Regions from separate parts of the Bombyx mori genome. Here region 2 is linked to region 1. A link is a contact called in public Hi-C data. All regions are on one chromosome and are shown on one strand. The core of a region is the stretch at or near the end of the contact, and the rest is flanking DNA. Distances in the headings are between cores, read along the strand shown.

What was found. A called contact is a pair of places that touch in the nucleus more often than the background predicts.
Region 2: a Hi-C map of middle silk gland shows a contact between it and region 1, with 1.9 times the contacts expected there. The contact joins the promoter of CHD1 here to the promoter of LOC101746441 in region 1. A contact is called at or near these places in 2 of 7 Hi-C or Micro-C datasets (middle silk gland and posterior silk gland).

Annotation. Positions count from the first base shown.
Region 1 is chr5:9,978,709-9,983,988 of ASM3026992v2, reverse strand. LOC101746441 (serrate RNA effector molecule homolog) reads right to left here and starts at 3,317. Exons shown (of 16, transcript XM_038011085.2): 1 at 2,982-3,317; 2 at 2,028-2,246; 3 at 1,186-1,371; 4 at 1-57. The coding sequence starts at 3,121.
Region 2 is chr5:10,960,808-10,966,087 of ASM3026992v2, reverse strand. It overlaps CHD1 (Chromodomain-helicase-DNA-binding protein), which reads right to left and starts at 2,333. Exons shown (of 19, transcript NM_001113263.1): 1 at 2,058-2,333; 2 at 1,684-1,914; 3 at 1,196-1,525; 4 at 867-1,117; 5 at 205-318; 6 at 1-115. The coding sequence starts at 1,705.

The sequences.
Region 1 (5,280 bases), core at 2,068-4,567:
GATAGCTGTTCTTCTTTTCGTTTAATGGACTCTTCAGGATGGTATTTGATCTTAAACCTAGGTACAAAAATTATGCTTTATAAATAGTTTCTTTTAATTTTGAGATACAACAGCTACCAACCAGCACGACTGTAACATCTAACATAGACCAATTTCTACAGGTGTACCTCAAAAATTTTATATGTAATAAAGGTGTGTAAAATTTTGAGTAACTGGGAAAAATATTACATACATAACTGTTCCGGAAATGAAAAGCAGGCAATAGTTATGTTGACCCTTAATATGATAATATAAAAGAAATAGCCTTTTTTATTTTACTAACTTATTTGCATGCCACGCAATATAACTATCAGAATTTTATTTATAGCAGAAGATGCGTGACTTCTACAGAAAAGCATGATACAGAGGAGCTGTTTTGCTTAAAATAGTGGGTTTTCAAAAGATGCACTAATTGAGACTATAAATATACATTTATCTCAATAAATGGACTATGCTTTTTGTTTATGTCAATACTTCTTTTCCTGTATCGAGAAGTCACAAAGGAAACTGAGACCTGGCAAATAAATTAATGTCTCTGGACAACGATCATCATATGGATGTCTCTTAAATTAACACAATACATTATTTAAATTCTAGAATGGTAATTAAAATAAATAAAACCCCTCCAAATTCAACACTGCCAAACTGGAAAATACACATCACTAAGTTGACTTAGTATAACTTAAATTTAAAAATACTTCAATCTCACCTGTTCCACCTATGTGGAATATTTTAGCCCTACCCCTAACAAAACGAAACCTGTAGCATTGCGCGCTACTGGTCAACGCGATAATTACTAGCTACACACAGCATTTAGCATTTTGTCAAAGTTTGAATAAATTTTTCGTAGGTTGTTCAGCATTTCCACACGAATACGCTGTAGACTGTAGGGGGAAAAAAGGTTACCGTTAAGATTTGCATAGCATCTTCAGAAAAATTCTAAGCACAACACTTATGACAACAACTGCATGTTATGTTATCGCTTAGAATTTTTTTACTACCAGCAAATAACAATAATGAAGAATGCCTCTTGGTTTTACGTCATTTTCACAATGTTCTTGAGAATTATGTTCTCATATGGCTCTTTTTTTGAGTTTTATTTTAAGCAAATCACAAATTCTTAAATTTCTACTGTAGAATACATACCATTCTTCATCCTTGTGTGCAACAAAAAATTCATTTAATTGTTGTCTCCTAAATTCTAGTTTGTATTCATTATACTTTAGAATTGCATCATCTACTGTAATTGAATCATCTTGGGCAGCAAGAAAAGCTTTGAAGGTCATCATGGTAGGTGGTCCCTCTGCTGAACCAACTGGCATAACTGCATCCCTGGGGTTATAAATAAAACATTGTGTAAAATATAATTGAATCATTAATCTCTGATCTTTTAAATTTATAACAGATAATTTTTGACAGCTACTTTATTTGGCACAATTCATACAGCTTCATTAAACAACTAGACTGTATTACTCATGATTAATGATGTTAAAACAAGTTCAAAGAGCTGTAGGAAATTTTAGTAGGTTCTGATATAATGAAGTTTGGTTGACCTTGGTTTTTAGTAAAATGATATAAGACATACTTTTATACTATCTAAATTAAAGTTAAATTTAAAAAAAACTTCTTTAAGATATTAGTGTACCTGTAGGGCTATTATCAAATGATATAAAATGTCACAACTTTTCAGTACCAATGAGAGCCATAATAGTTTGTTTGAATGAATGGCTGAGAATATTACTTTTTGAACTTTCTTAATTTTTTTTATGAATACTGTGTTTATGTAGTGTTAGGTAAATGTCTTTCTTTTACTTAAATTATATAATTTCAATTAACAATCAAGGCTAGTTCTAGCGGCTAGGTGTTGCTCAGTTTGGTGTGGCAAAACTGGCACTAACTCTGGAAATAACATTTTATATCCTCAATCTAAAATAAACCAAGGATTCATTAGATAAGAAATTTATTGTCATTTTTTATTTTAAACCTACCTGGCTGGTACTGGTGGCATGGGTTGTCCATAACCTTGATGAGCTGGATGTGGGCCAAAATGATCATGGGCCCAACCATATGACCCATAAGAGTCATGTGGCATACCTCCATATCTTCTATCTTCAATAGGCCATTCTGGTCTGATCCTTTTATTTGGTGGACCCTCCCCTCTTATTGGTGAGTATCCACGTGTACCAGTTACACCGCTCCGGTAGTCCCTGTAATCAGGACCTGATCGACCTCCACGAGACCTTCCAAAAACAAAAGTTACTACAATAAACTACAGAAACAAAGCAAATACAAGGTGTTTTAGCTTGGTCACAAAGTTAAACCAGGGTTCGATTTTGTGATTGCTTGGGCACCTTTGATTTTTAGCAGAAATAAAAATACATGTGCATTCCTAAAATTACTTTCTATGATAATTTCAGCTCTCATGCATTCTATTTACTATCAACAAAAAATAGCTTTTAATTACTTTAAAGATAAGTTTATAGGAATATAGGAAATTTGGCTTAATTGTATTACATTATAGTACAATTTGTATGCACTATTACATGCCATAACTAAGTGGTAATATAATAGTATGATACTTATACACAATTAATTCTATTTAGATCTTTTATAAATCTCTTAGAAACAGATTTATGAATAATGGGGTACCTATTTTTAAAATAAACATTGTAATTAAACATCATATTCTACGAGTAGAAGTGAAAGTTGTCTGTGTAATTTACAAGTTTATCACTACATCTACATTTTGTTGAATCACCAAACAAATTAGCTAAACAGAAAAGTACCTTAATATTGGTATTGAACGTTTTATGGGTTTGGGGATGGATTTAGGATTGTTAGGAAGTTCGTGAGTTTGAGGTTGGGATCTGAAAGGGAATATTAAATCTTATTACAAGTTTTCGTTGTTTTAGCATTTATTATTTGTACGTGTGAGTTTGTACCTCTCTGTCCATTCTTCTCGTCCACGACTACGCTCTTCACGTCTATCGCTGCTTCGGTAACTGCTGTTGTCAGCAGGACCTCTTTCACCTCTAAACTTATCTCGTCTTTTACGATCATACTCGTCATCACTGTCAGCCATTGTGTTCAGAATTAAGGAAACTATTAGATTATCTTAATTGTTTAACTTCTTTATGCATAGATTCATTAAGATTTTAACAATCACTCATTTATAGCTTTAGAAAATCCTCGAAAGGCATAAATTAACACGCACACCATAGGCAATTAAAGAAAGTGTATAATCTATGATTAAAGATGTTACATGAAATTCACAGACTACCTAATTTTTTTTTAAATACATTTACTGGCTTGGAAGCAAAGTCTTTTAAGCCAGACAATTAACTTAAATAAAGATTGGTGGAACTCACAAACTACATAGACCTCTTTATAGTCAGTGATTCCTTACATCTTGATTCCTGACAAAATGTAGATACATACTGGATTTTGTTTTTTGTAGTTCTTGTTTCTCCTTAGAAATTCAATCGTATCAGTTGCAGGTAATTAGGATATTACTAAAAAGAATCGTAAAGAGCTAATTGAAATTAACGAAGAATATCAATTCTCGGAACTGATTTAATTCAACTTATAATTATAAAAATGTTTTCATATTACAGTAAAACTATAAAAAATAATTCATGTAAATAAAAATGAAGACTGTACAAAAGAAAATTTTGATTTAAAAATATGTTCTTTTACGTAAAATTTATAACTAACACGCAGGTCTCTTTGTCAGCACAAGTAAGAACAATTTGAAACTATAAAGCTTGCATCCACTACACTTGAACTCCCCCATTCAGTTAATTTTACACTTTTTACTAGGTGCTGTCTCTTCAGAATCTCATTTGAATTAATTTAAATTCCTTTTCGTTTAATTCAATCGGCTATTTCACTTTTCACAAAATAAACAACTTTATCCTATTCCTTCCGACTATTTGGATCTAATGATGGTGTTGCCATGTTTTTATTGCCTGACCAAAGACAAATAAAAACACGTATTAAGATTTTATTTCAGAGGACGCAATTTTATTTTTCTTAAATGGTGGAGGAGTTCATTGGTGGTAAGACCTCTTGTAAGTCCGCACGGGTAGGTACCACTGCTTATTTCTGCCGTGAAGCAGTAATGCGTTTCGGTTTGAAGGGTGGGGCAGACGTTGTAACTATACTGAGATCTTAGAACTTATATCTCAAGGTGGGTGGCGCATTTACGTTGTAAATGTCTATAGGCTTCAGTAACCACTTAACACCAGGTGGGCTGTGGAGCTCGTCCACCCATATAAGCAATAAAAAAAAGTTGACAAGTTGACATACTTATGCATAAGTTCAAGCTTGTAGGGTCGCCACCAATGGCCTTAAGCCGCCATCTTGGCAAAAGGGTTTTCGCGCTGTTACTCAAAACCAACAACCCTGCAGAAACGGATAATTCCAGCGACAAAGTTTAATATCGTTAATTTATTTGAGTTTTACAGCGCTTCAAATTTGACCAGGTCTTTAAATATTCGCAATAATGCGATAAAAATGAACCGTTAGGCTTAGTTTTCTATTATATATATTTTTATTTATTTATTATCGACCCTTTTCCTCACCATAATACATAAAAATCATTGATTTTTATAATACTTCGCAGAGTACATTTATTACGAGAATCCTAAGCAGATAGAAAATTCCTAGGTACCTCTTGGGGTCAAATGAACATCTGCCAGCTACCTATTACTGTTATTACTATAATTTGTCCTAGAATGTTCAGCTGTTTCTTCCCTCTCTCGTTTCTGTTTTATAATAGACGTTCACAAAACGGCTCCATCAGAGCCCAGAGGTGATTTTTAGTGCGACCAGGCTGAATTAGATGCAGATACAGTCATCGTCCGTTCTGAGCTTGCCACACCCCAATCCTATGATTCTGTATCTATCGTAGCAGAGGATATTGACATTCTTCTCGTGCCTACATAATTATGAAAGAAGCAATCTAGTTTATTTTTTTAATACCTACAAAAGAGCGTACATGTGGTCAATTATACTGTCCTTCAGATTTTATAGGTAGTGAAATAATTTCAAACAATCATATCCTTTTAGTGGTATGTGTGTATATAATTATATATATATATATTGTCTAATACGAGCTCTGCCACGTCACAACAAATCCACAATTCGAGTACCTATACTTTCCTTCCCATGTTTCGAATCGCTTGACTATTTTGACGCTTTTCTTTGTGGCCAATAGATGTCGCTGTTTCGAAACTGTAA
Region 2 (5,280 bases), core at 1,084-3,583, 980 kb before region 1:
GTGCCCACTGCTGAAATTCCCTTTGCCAGGCAGTCATTGTACTCAGAGGCACTACACAAAGAAATGGTCCATACAGATGTTGCGACTTGAAGAGATAGTATAAAAAACAAATTGTCTGAAATCAAATTGAATAACATTAATTACTTTTATAATTATTATTTAAAAAAAAAAAAAAAACTGAGTTACAATAACCAAATATAATACCTGTATCGTTTTGCCTAGGCCCATTTCATCTGCTAAAATTACTGAATTGTCTTTACACCATGAGTGAATTAACCAATTCAATCCATCCATTTGATAATCTCTCAAGTGGTAACTCTGCAATAATCAAATTGTTCCGATACATAAAGCATACATTTTAATCAGGTTTAATCAAGTAATAATTCAAGTGCATTAAGTAAAATATAACATTCCGCGATACGATTCTTTTTTACAGTGAACAAATATCAAAACCGAATCCAAATTGAAAATTTCAATATGATTTCTCTGTAGACTTAAAAAGTACTATTTTTAATTTAACGCCACCTTGTGGTAACTAACCCGATAACAAGAGTCTTCCAGTTTTTAGCATTGATCAATAGATGGCGTAGCAATGAGATGACAGTAATTTCAAAATGGCGTTCTATGAATTCGTTTGTGTTAACAAGATGGCGGATGTCTGATGAGATTGGACATTGAGGAATGAATGGAATGATGTTCGAAATTCTAAATTTTACGTACTAAAAATTCTGTTTTAATAATAGAATGTATTCCAAATACGTATGTATTTTAAGCGTTTTACCAATTTGAAAACAACTAATCGAGTATTAATGTAGGATTTTAACAATCTTCATCAAATTAGGATTAAAATATTTTATTCTACTTACTGAATCTTTTCCCACGTATTCAGGTTGTTCTTTTATCTGATGAAACTTGGGTCGCCTTTTCAATACAGGGCAATGCCTAGATGGAGTACTTTTAGCAGCTTCTCGACTTTTAAAGTGCTCCACCTCAACAGGCCATCTTTTCTCTATTAAAACTGCATCTTCCCATGTTGCATCAGCATATGGAAGAGATTCCCATTTGCAAAAATATTCATGAGCAGTTCCACCACCTTCTAGCTCACGATTTTGTTCAGCTGTACAGTGAAAAAGAACTTTTGTTTAGTTCAAATAAATTCAAAATAAAGTTTAAAGAAAAACTGTAAATTTCTTACCTATTATCCTTTCAACGTTATTGTAGGTTTTAACTAATTCTTGCTGTAGTTCAGACTGACACTCATAGTAATCTATATCCTCAGGTCCAGCTTGCTGTCTCCACCATGAGATTTCTACTTCTTTCTTAATAAAGTTTTCCAGTTTCTTTAAGCCTTTAACTTTTTGATCATTAATTGTCTTTTCAGATTCCCATGTGTTGTGAATATGTGACCATCCTTTCCACTTTATCAGGTATTGAGGTTCAGTAGAGTCTTCATCATTAGGGTCACAACCTTCATTAGGGTCTCCATGTTCTTCTATATAATAAATGGTGGTCACATTGCCAGTGACTGCACAATGAGAAGAAGATATTAGCTAAAATTTAACATTATATTTGCACCAAAATGCAAATTAAAATAAAAAGCATAAATACTAAAACTTAGGTGAAATTATAAATTGTGCTATTCATTTACATATTATATCATACACATTTATATTATTGAAGTACCTCCTTTTTTCCCTCGTCGCATTCCCAGAACTCGTTCTATTGTCTCACTATGATCCTCAGGTTCTGGCTCAGCTTCACCATCTCCTTCCACACCTTCCACCTCCAAAAGATCAGAAGAATCAGTTTGTTCATCACTTGCTTCTTTATAACTAACTGCTGCGCCTGTACGTCTTGTTGTTGTTCGACTAGACAAATATCTCACATGTATTCTGAATGCAATACTAACATAAACTTAAGGTCTGGAGTTAATTCACAATAAGAACACGTTTTTATTGGCTAGACACTTTTTTGAAATTCTTTCCATTTTTATATAATAGAATTGATCAACATAATTTCAAAATTATATATTTACCTCTTGCTTTCATCATCTGTACCCTCTGAACTCTCTTCTTCGTCACTAGAATACCTTCTTCTCCTACTCGGTTTCTTTTTCCTCAGAGGTAGACTTCTTTGGCCAGGTCTCTTTGATGGTGGTGGTGGAGAGCCCCCTATTTCACTGTCACTTTCTGATGTATCAGAATTCCATGAGTTGCTACAATGGAAAACAATGTTATTTTAGGTATTAATCAATAAATCAATGGCATTTTAACTCATCTAGGACTTTTTGAATAATTTACTATTCACAGTTATATTATGTATTATATTATAGTACCTATATTCTGAAAGCATTTACCTTTTTTTTCTACTTTTCCGACTGTGAGTTCTGGACTTTTTGAATAATTTACTATTCACAGTTATATTATGTATTATATTATAGTACCTATATTCTGAAAGCATTTACCTTTTTTTTCTACTTTTCCGACTGTGAGTTCTATCTCTTTCACTAGAATCACTATCTGCTAATTTTAATCTATCTGGCTCTTTTCTTGGCCGTGCTGATCTTCTGATTCCATATATATCTGGATTTTCTTCCCAAAGATCAGATTTTACTTTGCTATGGCTATTTCTAGATCTAGACTTTGGTGCTGAGTCTTCATCAGAACTATTTTTATCAGTATGATGGTCAGATTTTGATGAATTCGCATTATCATAGTTATGTGATGTTTTGCTATCATCACTATGATGTGAACCCCCTACACCAGATTTTTCTGATGCAGATCTGTGTGATCCTGAACCTGAGGAACTAGAGCCACTTTCACTGTAAATAAAAAAATAAACAATTACATAAGTTGACAATTTTTTTACAAATACTGGAGTTATGATATTTTAATAAGCAAGCATAATAAGATTTTATTTTATTTTGTTTATTTCCTTTTGAAAACAAAACAAATTCAACATTAATAATTGAAGAAATGCTTATATCTCCTAGCATGACTTGGGTAATTACAATTTTAATATAAAAAAAATCCAATTTAAAAAAAAATGTTTTATCAACTACTTAGATGCTTGTTTCAAGAGTATTGAATATGTAGATGAAGCCTTTCCAATCAAGAAAAGGCATATTGGTTCATTGCTTAATTTTTTTTTATTGCTTTATTAATAGCTATAAAATGATTATGGGAATAATATGACAATAATTACAAAGTGATTGGCTAACCCAAATTCCTTTTTGGGGTATTTTGCATTAAGTTCATGGATTATTTTTATTCATTAGACATTACTGCCACCATCAATATAAGTTTGTAGAAGAAACCAAGATTTATTTACCAAAGATGGATTACAATATGTTTAAATGAAGTTGAAATCTTCATCACCCAGATATTATTGGTAATGATATTGATTTTTACACTTCGAATTTGAATCATAGAATTTTAAATGAATAGTTTTATTTATAGTTGTTAATAGTTGTATTTAATTTAATAATTATAAGAAAAACAACTTGAACAGCTTTTGAACTGGTTCAATATATCAAGGCACCAAACAGCAAGAGACTGAGATTAGTTACTGGAACATATCACATGACTCGAGATAAATATTTTACACTCATATACTTCATATATATCTATCATATTATTGACTTTTATATTAAACTACTCTGAATATATGTTAAAATATTGAGATATTATGTATATAAATGACCATTATAGTAATTTCTAAATACCACTGAATTTCTCTATATACCACTGTAAGAACAGAAACAAAATACATCCACTATATTGATCAATTATAAATTTATTAGGAATAATATAATAACCACAACATAAACATTAAACTATATCATTAAGCATGATCAATAAGCTCAAATGTTGTAAACATCTAAATTATTCATTGGAAAACATTATTCATTGCAGTGCCAAAGCTTTGGCCATGTCTTTAAATAATTAATTTTCATGCCACTATTATTTTTATTTCAGCACTGTTAACTGTCTTCGTCTTCAGTATATTTACCTGACACCTGGTATTTGATTATTTAATAGTAGAGAACTTACCTTTCGCTTCCAGAGCCTGATTCGCTGGAGTCACTTTTATCTCCTTTTTCACTTGTGGAATCACTTTCAGATTCATTTATGGAACCCTTCTGTAACAAAAACACATTTTTATTTAATTGTCAGCATCTATAAAGAAATAAAATATATGTATAACACCAATTCCAGTTTTCTAACCATTTTTTTATAAAATGTAAGGCACTTTTGTGCATAGCCATAGTAGGAAATAATGGAAAAATCAGTATCGTATCTTTTAAAACTATACATCAATTCATTGAATATGTTCTAAAGTTTAAAAGAAATAATTATAAATCAATGAAAAGAGCAGATCATCAAGATTAAGATTGGAAAGCTTGAATTTCAATGAATGTTTTTGATTTGATGTACAAGCCGATGCAATATTTCAGTAAGTGAGGTTATGTTCAGGAATGTTTTTATACATCTTTAAAGTTTCCCTTAGGAAAAAATATACAGTATTTTTTAGAAGAACTTCCAAATCAAATTATCCAGACCACTGAAGAGAAGCACAAACAAAGTTCAATTGTTTATTATTATTATTTATATATTTCACTATTTTTTTCAAAAATACAACACAAAAATTGTTTTATTCACTGATAAGTGCCTTGCATAAACAAACAGTTGTAAAATAGACATTATTGAAATTATGCTAATGTTTGGTATAATAGTCATAGAATGATGTATGACTACTCCTGTAAAACAAACTAGACCGATTTTCAAAGCAAAATTGCTAAAATGGGTCCTTAACCAAATTAAATTTCACTGGTCTCTAATGAAAGATTACGTAACAAAGAATCAGTCAAAACCTTTTCTTGCGTGGGACAATAACATTTTAATACATAAAACCTCGTAAATATATTGTAAACAATCTTAAAAACCCAAAAATACAGTACTACGTCTTAAATTTTTCCTTTATTTCAGGGCCACACCCTAGCCTTCCAGAACTTTCTACACGATTTTAAACCCAAAAATAATAACTTAATAAACATAAACACTAAAGCTGTAAACAATAAAGCTTAAAAATCACTTACCAGGTGCATTTTGGTGATTATTTAAGAAATTCACTGTTACTCGTATAATATTGGCTCAAAACCGATTTTCTTAAAACATTTCATTGAAAAAAATCTTATTAATATACTGAACAAATAAATTTTAATCATATTTTCATGAAAGAGTGAAAAATTGAACAAAATCATTTGGCTGCAAAATCTTG